3 separate regions of the Callithrix jacchus genome follow, and all the other regions are linked to region 2. A link is a contact called in public Hi-C data. All regions are on one chromosome and are shown on one strand. Each heading gives the region's core, a stretch centred on a gene start, on an enhancer-like site or on the middle of the called end of the contact. The rest is flanking DNA. Distances are from core to core; before and after follow the strand shown. Region 1 overlaps LOC100405928 (E3 ubiquitin-protein ligase RNF216). Region 2 overlaps FBXL18 (F-box and leucine rich repeat protein 18). Region 3 overlaps LOC100405928 (E3 ubiquitin-protein ligase RNF216).

Region 1 (3,078 bases), core at 58-2,557, 200 kb before region 2:
GGAGGTGAGGGTTAGGGTTTTGTGGTGTGTGGAAGGAGCTGGAACTCAGCAGCTCTACCTTTCTCCTCGCTCGCCTTCTGCACAGGCCCTGCTGGTAGCACAAGCTCAGGCACTGCCAGACAGGATGCAGCCAGTTAGAAACCTTGGACCAGAAGTCAGCGCCCTATGGGAATAAGTACGACTTTTAGTAATTAGAATTCAAGACTGCTTCCAACAGCTACCTTTTCCCACAGAGTATGTCTGACTAACAAGGATGGGTTCTGATTCACCCAGCATTGCTATGACCACTTTTTTAAAATGTCTGGTTTGGGTTGCAAAATCAACAAATAAGGTTGTTACTTTCCTAGTGTGTTAAACAGTTCGCTTTTGGTATGTGAGGAACAAATAAAGGCTAAGTGGCAAATCCTTATCTGCTTGGAAGGCAGTGTAGATATAAACAACTAAAGAATTCACATTTGGCTGTCAGCCTCGATTCGTAGTACCCTCTTCCATCTCCCAAGCAAATATTTTTCAAATAGCCATACCAAATCTTTTCCAGGCATAATTTCCAGGCTTATTGGCTGACATTCAATTTTTTTAGCAAAGTTCTGTGTAGGAATGTCAGAAATTGTACCTTTTGAAATCCCTCCTTGAAAACATGGAGATTTGTAGGGATACACAGGCAATTGTAACAATATAAAGTATTCTATCTCTTCCACTAGAGGAGGAAGTCCTGGCTGTCGGCCCTGGGGTCTGTTCTTCATTACTTGTCTTGACTTTAACTGTAAAAGCATTAAGTGGGAAAGTACCAGTTCTGCTGAACAAGCAGGCATTGCCTTCTGTAAGGGAAGTCATTTAAAACATTGAAAATATGTTTGAAAAATATTGGTATAGTTTCCTCTGACCTCAATTTCATACACTAGTAACTCTCCAGTGTCTAGAGTTAGTACTGATGGATTCCCTGCCAAGTGGCCAGAACCATGTGTCCATGCAGATAGAGACAAGGCTTGATTGAGGACACTAAGAAGTTGTGCTTTGCCATACATGTTGCCCCTAAAGAGAAGCTGGGCATTTTAAAGAATAGACTTAAAACTAACACACACATTCTCTCCCCTCCTCTTCTACAGACACCAGCATCGCCTTCCCCACCCCCACCATAGCTCTCTCCATTACTGCTTTTAACCTTGAAACCTCTCTTGTGCACTTACGCATTCATCTGCTCCTGCTCTTATATTATTAATGGGCCTGGAGCAATCCAGCCAGAACAGGAACATTGACATTACTAATTGCTGCTTATAAGCGAGAAGTAAGGAGCAGGGAATAAAGTGGGTCACAAGACAGTGTTCTAGCAGTCAAATGCTGCTGTCGGCCAGAGTAGCGAGGTGTCAGATAGCTTGTCTCCCCTTCAGCACTGGTAGGCCTGGCAGAGTACCCTGTTGGCATGGGCAGAAGTGCTCTTCACATTGATCGCCCCAGACTCACCGTCTACACACACGGTTGGTTAGAAAAATGGGTGCACTTCTGTCAGAACCTAAAGCATGGCAGAACAACCCTGTGAGAACGGAGTTCTTTACACAGCAGTGTGAGTTAGGAAGAGACAATATGCAAGTGGCAGAAAAGGCGCTGCAGGGGTCGTATGGAGGTGGCGCTTCAGCCTCTCAGGACTATGTGCTGGATAAGTCCTGAACCACAGAGTCGGAGTTGACTTATCTGTAAGTAGTCCTCAGCCCCCAAATCGCAATTCATGACAAATGTGTACATTTTACACATGTGCATATGTGTTATTGTCAGGCTTGGTGTGGCAGAGCTGTTCTGGTAGAATGTGTATGTGCACATCTCTGCAGGCTATCAGGTGGCATGAGTGCTAGCGTGGGTTGTTTCGCAGGAGCATCAACAGAGAAGGGCGAGATCCTTACTCTGCCACTCACTAGCACTGGGCACTTCCCACTGCCTTTGTGAACTTTTGTTTGCTCTTCTGTAGAATGGGATGACAATGCCAGTCCTGCTAACTTTGTAGGGTTATGTGGTGCTTGCAGGTGAACAGGGAAAGCACTGCTCATGGGAGCTGCTGAAGGTTCTAGGGGAGGTAAAAGGCAGTACCTCCTCGCCTGGTCTAAGTGGTTTATGGCGCAGGGAGAGGAGAGTTTCATTGTGCCTCAGCAGCTGATACATTCCAGGTCTTTAATACTGCCTGGGAAACCTTAACAAAGCAGTCAATAACCAAAACTGACATAGCTTCTGAAGATTACTAACTATGGCTTTTAGAGGAACAGGAAGTAAAAAGGATCTTTAAAGATACAAGTAAAATATGATATAGGTGAAACCTGCAAACAATGGGAGTTACCTGCCCACTCTGTACTTTTTCTTTTTTTTTTTTTTTTTTGAGACTAAGTCAAGCAGGCTGGAATGCAGTGGCACAATCTCAGCTCACTGCAACCTCCACCTCCCGAGTAGCTGGGAAGCTGGGATTACAGGCACATGCCACCACACCCAGCTAACTTTTTTGCATTTTTAGAGACGAGGTTTGCCACGCTTTCCAGACTGGTCTTGAACTCCTGACCTCAAGTGATCCACCCACCTTGGCCTCCCCCAAGTGCTGGGATTACAGGTGTGAGCCACCGCACCCAGCCTTGTACTATTTCTTAAACTCTGCATATGTAAATTATTTTACTCAAGTCTGTCATGCAGTTACATCCCTGAAACTAGATTTCTTATGCTTTAAAAACTTATGATTTAAAATCTAAGAGAAAAGAAAAACTACTTAACTACAAGCCTAGCGTTTTCGGTTTTTGTTTTCGTTTTTTAAGAAAATGGCCTCCAGAAAGTGGGAAATTATTGATCACTTGACAACAGAAGGATGTGGGTTTCTAGGTGCCCTGCTTCCTTTGCTTAAAATGTTTTGCCTTTCACTTTTTTTTTAATACTAAAAATACGGTCATTGTTGAGAAAGTCTTGGGAGTGAATCATGGTTATAAAAACTGAACACATCTTCTGTCAGTTTTCCCCATACCTCACAAACCAGCCAGAATGCTGCCATATCAGCTTCTGGAATCAGTCCTGCCCTTTGCCTCCTCTAGCGTCTACCTGCCCAGACCCTTA
Region 2 (2,769 bases), core at 43-2,542:
GGGTCTTGCTATGTTGCCCAGGCTGGTCTTGAATTCCTGGGCTCAAGTGATCCTCTTGCCTGAGCCTCCCAAAGGGCTGGGACCACAGGTGTGAGCCACTGTGCCCAGTCCAGAGGGTCTGTTAAGTAAGGCCTCCTAGTTGAGGGGCCCAAGCCCAGAGTCCAGGCCGATATACAGCCTGGGAGAATTGCGTTGGCATCCTTGGCTTATAGGTGACCTTTAGCTGTGGAACCAGGTGAGCCCACAGACTGGGCTAAGGTGCATGTGACAAGAATTGGCCAGGAAGAGGAAGAAGAATGTGGAAAGGAGACTGAGCAGGGGCTGTTAGCAATCGAGGCACTGGCTGGAGGGAGGGGGTATTCTGGAAGCGAGAGGCAAAGGTGATGGCAGCCGCTGTGGGTGGAGGGTACCTTTGGGCTTATGTGACCCCTGCCAGGTGCTTTTCACGTGCGTACAGGTCTTGATCCCTTCAGTGTTCTCAACAAACCCTCAGTGTCGACACAGTTGTACCCACTTGATGACCTTGGCCGGGTTACGCAGCTGCTTGCCTCCCTGGGTGAGCGGCATTTTGTGGCCCCCGATGGCCTCCAGGCTTTCCTCAGGAGCAGGGCCACGGAGGCAGTGTGGAGAGGCCTGCGGGCCCCAGGATCAGTGGGTTTTGTGGGCCAGCCTGAGCATCCCACCCGCTCATAATGGGATCTCTGTGCACAAACTCAAGCCTGTGCCCAGCAGCCGCTGAGAACCACGTCTGCTCTGAGCCGGGTACTGCCTGTTCAGAACAAACACCGCTTCCCAGACGCTGCCAGCTGGCCCCGTTCCTCTGGATTCTGGCCTTCTGCAGCAAGGGAGCCCAGGGACGCTGCAGTGAAAGGAGCAGGTGGCACTTGCTTGCCCGTGGGCAGGAGCTGTGTGTAGGAAACGGCGCTGGGGCCCCTGGAGGCGGCACGGTGCTCCAAGGCTGCATCCTGGGGCTGCCGGAGTCTCTTTGGTGGCAGAGCTTGGAATCCCAGGCCAGCCGGCTGCTGCCACTGGCAGCCCACACTGCAAGCCCCAGCTTTGTGCCTGTTGGGACTCCTGGTGGGGAGGGTGTGGTGCAGGGAGTCTCTCTGGCTGAGGCTTGGACATACCTCAGTAGTAAGGGGATTACAAATTGGACGGAAAAAGGCTCCTTCTTTCCTCAGACTGACTAAGCCCTGCTTTCTGTGGAGGGAGGGGGGCGCGTGTTACCCTGAGTCACTTGGGCTGGTGTGACCTCAGAACCAGGACAGTGTCTGGGCAGAAGCAGGCCATCCTTTTCAGAGCCAGGCCCTGGCAGCTGCCCCAGGGACACCTCGGAGGCCTGGGTTCTGCTCTCACGGTCTGTGTGGTGGGCAGCTAGCTGGGAGCACACCCCATGAGCCCAGCCCCTTTCATGCCCACAGAGTCACCAGAAGACCCAAGTGCCCCTTCTGGGAGCAGGATGTGGAGGCTGGATCCTCACGAAGAGGTTAGACCTGGCACAGTGGGAGCCTTTTCCTCGTCCCCATCCTCCCTGCAGACGCTGCCGGCCATCCAAATTAGGTCAGCTCTGTCACTGTCCTGGGTGACATGCCCTGGGTGGAGTGCGGTGGGAGCCTGCGAAACTTTAAACGTGCCAGTCCCCCTGCCTGACCAGTCACACCCATGGTCCTGCCGCATCCTGAACACCTGTGACAGGTGACTTCCTCAGGGGCGGAAGAATCTGGAGGTGGCTGTCTAGTGGAAAAAAGGTTTTTTTCATGCTCTGCCGACTTGGTTTTTAACCTGAGGCTCGAGCGATCTGGGGCGGGTAGCACGGACTCGCATCGCCACCTAGTGGCCGCATGACGGCAGCTGTCCTCATCCAGTGCCCCGTTTCCATCCCCTCCTGTGTGGAGCCTCCTGCTTTTGCTTTGGAGAGAAATCCACAGGTGACTTTGCAGCTCAGCAAATGCAGCGCCTGCACAATCTTTCACCCTTCCCGTTCCCACCTTCAGGTCTGCAAAGGGATGCTTACTTTAGGATTTAGGAGGAGGTGGATTTAAAATATATTTTAATGAAAGCACTTTATTGCCATCTTTAAATAAAAACAATTTGAATAGCTTAACAAGACACATTTAGAAAAATAAAGACAATTTGCACGTTTTATTATTTATTTAATTTTTTTGTGTGTGTGAGACAGTCTCGCCCTGTTGCCCAGGCTGGAGTGCAGTGGCATGATCTTGGCTCACTGCAACCTCCGCCTCCTGGGTTCAAGCAGTTCTTGTGCCTCAGCCTCCCAAGTAGTTGGGATTATAGGCAGCCACCACCATGACTAGATAATGTTTGTATTTTTAGTGGAGATGGGGTTTCACCATCGTGGCCAGGCTGGTCTTGAACTCCTATCCAGCCGACTTGGCCTCCCAAAGTGCTGGGATTACAGGTTTGAGCTGCTGTGCTCAGCAGAAAATAATAATTTGGTTTTTAAAAGATAGAGCCGGGTAAACTCTTCAAGGATATGTTTGAACTGCAAAAAATAATAATAATAGAACCGGACCAGGCGCGGTGGCTCACACCTGTAATTTCAACACTTTAGGAGGCTGAGGCAGGCAGATCACGAGGTCAGGAGATTGAGACCATCCTGGCTCACAAGGTGAAATCCCATCTCTACTAAAAATCCAAAAAATTAGCTGGGCGTGTTGGCATGTGCCTGTAGTCCCAGCTACTCTGGAGGCTGAGGCAAAGGAATTGCTTGAACCCGGGAGGCAGAGGTTGCAGGGAGGCAGAGGTTGC
Region 3 (3,055 bases), core at 270-2,769, 180 kb before region 2:
AGTCCTCATTGATTCTGTTAAACAGGCATTTGAGAGAAACCGTCATCTGTATTTGATTAATAAAAGGGAATTTGTAGTTTTGTTTGTAGTTATTATGATAAAGGTAAAATTGAACTTTGATTTATTCCAGAAAGACTTTACCCTCCCACTCTGTCTTTGAAGCCCTGTTCCGCATAGTATATAGTAAAAAGCCGGCAGCTATGTGTGGTCTCTCCCAGAGCAGTCAAGCTGATGTCTCGGTGCCTTGTAAGTTTCCGTCCCTAGGGGGCAGCATTACCACAGAAACCACATATAAAGCTTTGTCCATTCCACTTTGTCATCTAATCCTGGTGACTCAGGGAAAGAACTTTTCTAATCCACAGAAATAAGACTTTAAGATTTCTTTTTTGAACAAAGCCTGCTTCTGTGGATAGAAATGGTAGGTGAAGTGTATATGAAAACCAAAAAAATATGTAAGAACAACATGAAATCTTCCCCCAAAGAAGCCCTTTCCTCAGGACTAGGGGGTGGGGTGGGGGAGGCTTTGTAATATTTTCCAGAGCTCTCACTTGGCCATACCCAGATTTGAATTTCTGCGTTTGGAAATTAAAAGATTCTCCTTCCTTTGAGAGATGATTTACTGTACTTTGAGGACAGAAATCCCCTGCATGGAGAGCTTGGCTTCTTAGAGAGATGTGATATAATTAGATCATTACAAGACACTGTTAAATGAATTCATGGTAGAATTTTGTGTGTCCTGTGGCCAGGCGCAGTGGCTCACACCTATAATCCCAGCGCTTTGGGAGGCCAAGGCGGGCAGATCCCCTGAGGTCAGGAGTTCAAGACCAGCTTGGCCAACATGGTGAAATGCTGTCTCTACTAAAAAATATAAAAATTAGCCGGGTGTGGTGAGGGGTGCCTGTAATCCCAGCTACTCTAGAGACTTGAGCAGAAAATTGCTTGAACCCAGGAGGCGGAGGGAGGTTGCAGAGAGCTGAGATCACGCCATTGCACTCCAGCCTGGGCAACAGGAGTTGCCCAGGCTTCATCTCAAAAAAAGAAAAACGCCTGGCGCGGTGGCTCACACCTGTAATCCCAGCACTTTGGGAGGCAGAGGCGGGTGGATCACAGGTCAAGAGATCGAGACCATCCTGGTCAACATGGTGAAACCCCATCTCTACTAAAAAAAAAAATTAGCTGGGCACAGTGGCGCGTGCCTATAATCCCAGCTACTCAGGAGGCTGAGGAAGGAGAATTGCCTGAACCCAGGAGGCGGAGGTTGCAGTGAGCCGAGATCGCGCCATTGCACTCCAGCCTGGGTAACAAGAGCGAAACTCCGTCTCAAAAAAAAAAAAAAAAGGAAAAAAAGAATTTTGTGTGTCCTTTAAGAACTAGACCCAGGCAGTTTGGGCTGTCCTTTAAGAACTAGACCCAGGCAGTTTGGGCTGTCTTGTTTCTAGGAGTGCAGAGGAGAATGCTGGCCGGTGGGGGAAGCATGTAGCCTACCTTTGTGTGGTAACTGGCCTTCCACACCCCCTGGGAGGGGTTGGGGAGAGCCAGGCTGGGACATAGCCAGACAGACTGTACATTTTTAGTCCTGACCCCTCTAAACTGGAAGTTCTCTCAGGCATACATTTTCAGGGCCTACTGTTTGTGAGCTCCTTTTTAACCTGATTGAAGAGAAATCAACTTCCACATCTTGAAACTATAGGAGAAAATCTATGGAGAACATCTTAATTGAAATACATGCAGTAATTTCTCACACCATCTGCAGGCATTTGGTCATTAGCCACTTGGTGGTAACTGCTGTTTGTAGTTTAACTCATTAAATTGGGAAAAGACATTAGAGAGCAAAGGAAGGAACCACAATAACTCACATCCTTAAGGCTCAAGCTGTAATGAATTAACTGGAAAGGATCGTATATGTTACTAACTTTAGTTTTTCATAAAGTACTTAGCATAATTAAAAATAAGACCTAATAGGGAGGAAATAATGTTCTTTTGGGGAGGAGGTAGATATGCTAAAAGGCTTTACATGCTTTTTTTGCCCATGTAAAGTGCAAAAGAGTCCCAGGAGTTGGGTGAGGCTACTTTTGTAACTCTGTAACTCACTGTATGGTAAAGATGTGCTTTTTTTTTTTTTTTTGAGATGGAGTTTCACTCTTGTTACCCAGGCTGGAGTGCAATGGCGCGATCTCGGCTCACCGCAACCTCGCCTCCTGGGTTCAGGCAATTCTCCTGCCTCAGCCTCCTGAGTAGCGGGGATTACAGGCACGCGCCACCATGCCCAACTGATTTTCTGTATTTTTAGTAGAGACAGGATTTCACCATGTTGACTAGGATGGTCTCAATCATAGAGACAGAATTTCACCATGTTGGCCTGGCTAGTCTTGAACTCCTGACCTCCTGATCCACCCGCCTTGGACTCCCAAAGTACTGGGATTACAGGCATGAGCCACTGTGCCAAGCCTCAAGTGAACTTTTTCTTTAATGGATGAATTGAGCCCTCCATGCCAAACTTGTCCACAGTGACCAGCAGGACATCATCTTTGCCGCAAGAAGCCCTGGCTTCTGGAAGAGATGTGATGTAATTAGATAATTACAAGATGCCATTAAAAGTGCAGTAACAATGCATAAGCTAAGTGCTCTGGGAGCCCAGGGAGCGAGTGCCAGCTTTTCCCGCATCATTTGGGTTTCCTAGAGCCACTGGTATTTGAAAGGAGAACTGGTGAGTAGGTGTTGTCAGAGGAGAAGGGACATTCTTAGGCAGAGCGTTGAGTGGTTGAGGGCATAAGGGGTGGGGGTGGGGGTGGAGGTACTGGCTCAAAGCGAGCTGGTTCTCTGAGCTCTTTCTCCTGTCCCAGCTCCGCCTACTGTCCCACTTGTGTTCCCTCTGCCTGGAACGCTCCTCTACCAGATAGCCTTCAGGTTCAAGCAGAAGTGCCAGCTCCACACAGGCCTTCCCTGACAAACCAGTGTCAGATGATGCCTTTCCTGCCCACACTGCCTGCCCCTTATCTAACTTTAGTTTCCTCTGGAGTATTTATCATCATCCTCAGAGTATACAATTATCTGT

What was found. A called contact is a pair of places that touch in the nucleus more often than the background predicts.
Region 1: a Hi-C map of skeletal muscle shows a contact between it and region 2, with 4 times the contacts expected there. The contact joins two enhancer-like sites. A contact is called at or near these places in 2 of 3 Hi-C or Micro-C datasets (both in skeletal muscle).
Region 3: a contact with region 2 is called in a Hi-C map of skeletal muscle, with 5 times the contacts expected there. The contact joins two enhancer-like sites. A contact is called at or near these places in 2 of 3 Hi-C or Micro-C datasets (both in skeletal muscle).

Annotation. Positions count from the first base shown.
Region 1 is chr2:16,828,759-16,831,836 of calJac240_pri, forward strand. All of the region lies in intron 11 of LOC100405928 (E3 ubiquitin-protein ligase RNF216), which reads left to right. Among named protein-coding and RNA genes, the nearest start is that of FSCN1, 98 kb to the right of the region's middle. Within about 2 kb of position 1,308, at least 6 of the 16 cell types and tissues checked have an H3K27ac peak or open chromatin away from gene starts, as enhancers often do. A contact at or near this core is called in skeletal muscle, where this site is marked.
Region 2 is chr2:17,032,204-17,034,972 of calJac240_pri, forward strand. All of the region lies in intron 4 of FBXL18 (F-box and leucine rich repeat protein 18), which reads left to right. Among named protein-coding and RNA genes, the nearest start is that of FBXL18, 19 kb to the left of the region's middle. Within about 2 kb of position 1,293, at least 9 of the 16 cell types and tissues checked have an H3K27ac peak or open chromatin away from gene starts, as enhancers often do. A contact at or near this core is called in skeletal muscle, where this site is marked.
Region 3 is chr2:16,852,607-16,855,661 of calJac240_pri, forward strand. The region is part of intron 11 of LOC100405928 (E3 ubiquitin-protein ligase RNF216); the gene reads left to right. Among named protein-coding and RNA genes, the nearest start is that of FSCN1, 74 kb to the right of the region's middle. Within about 2 kb of position 1,520, at least 2 of the 16 cell types and tissues checked have an H3K27ac peak or open chromatin away from gene starts, as enhancers often do. A contact at or near this core is called in skeletal muscle, where this site is marked.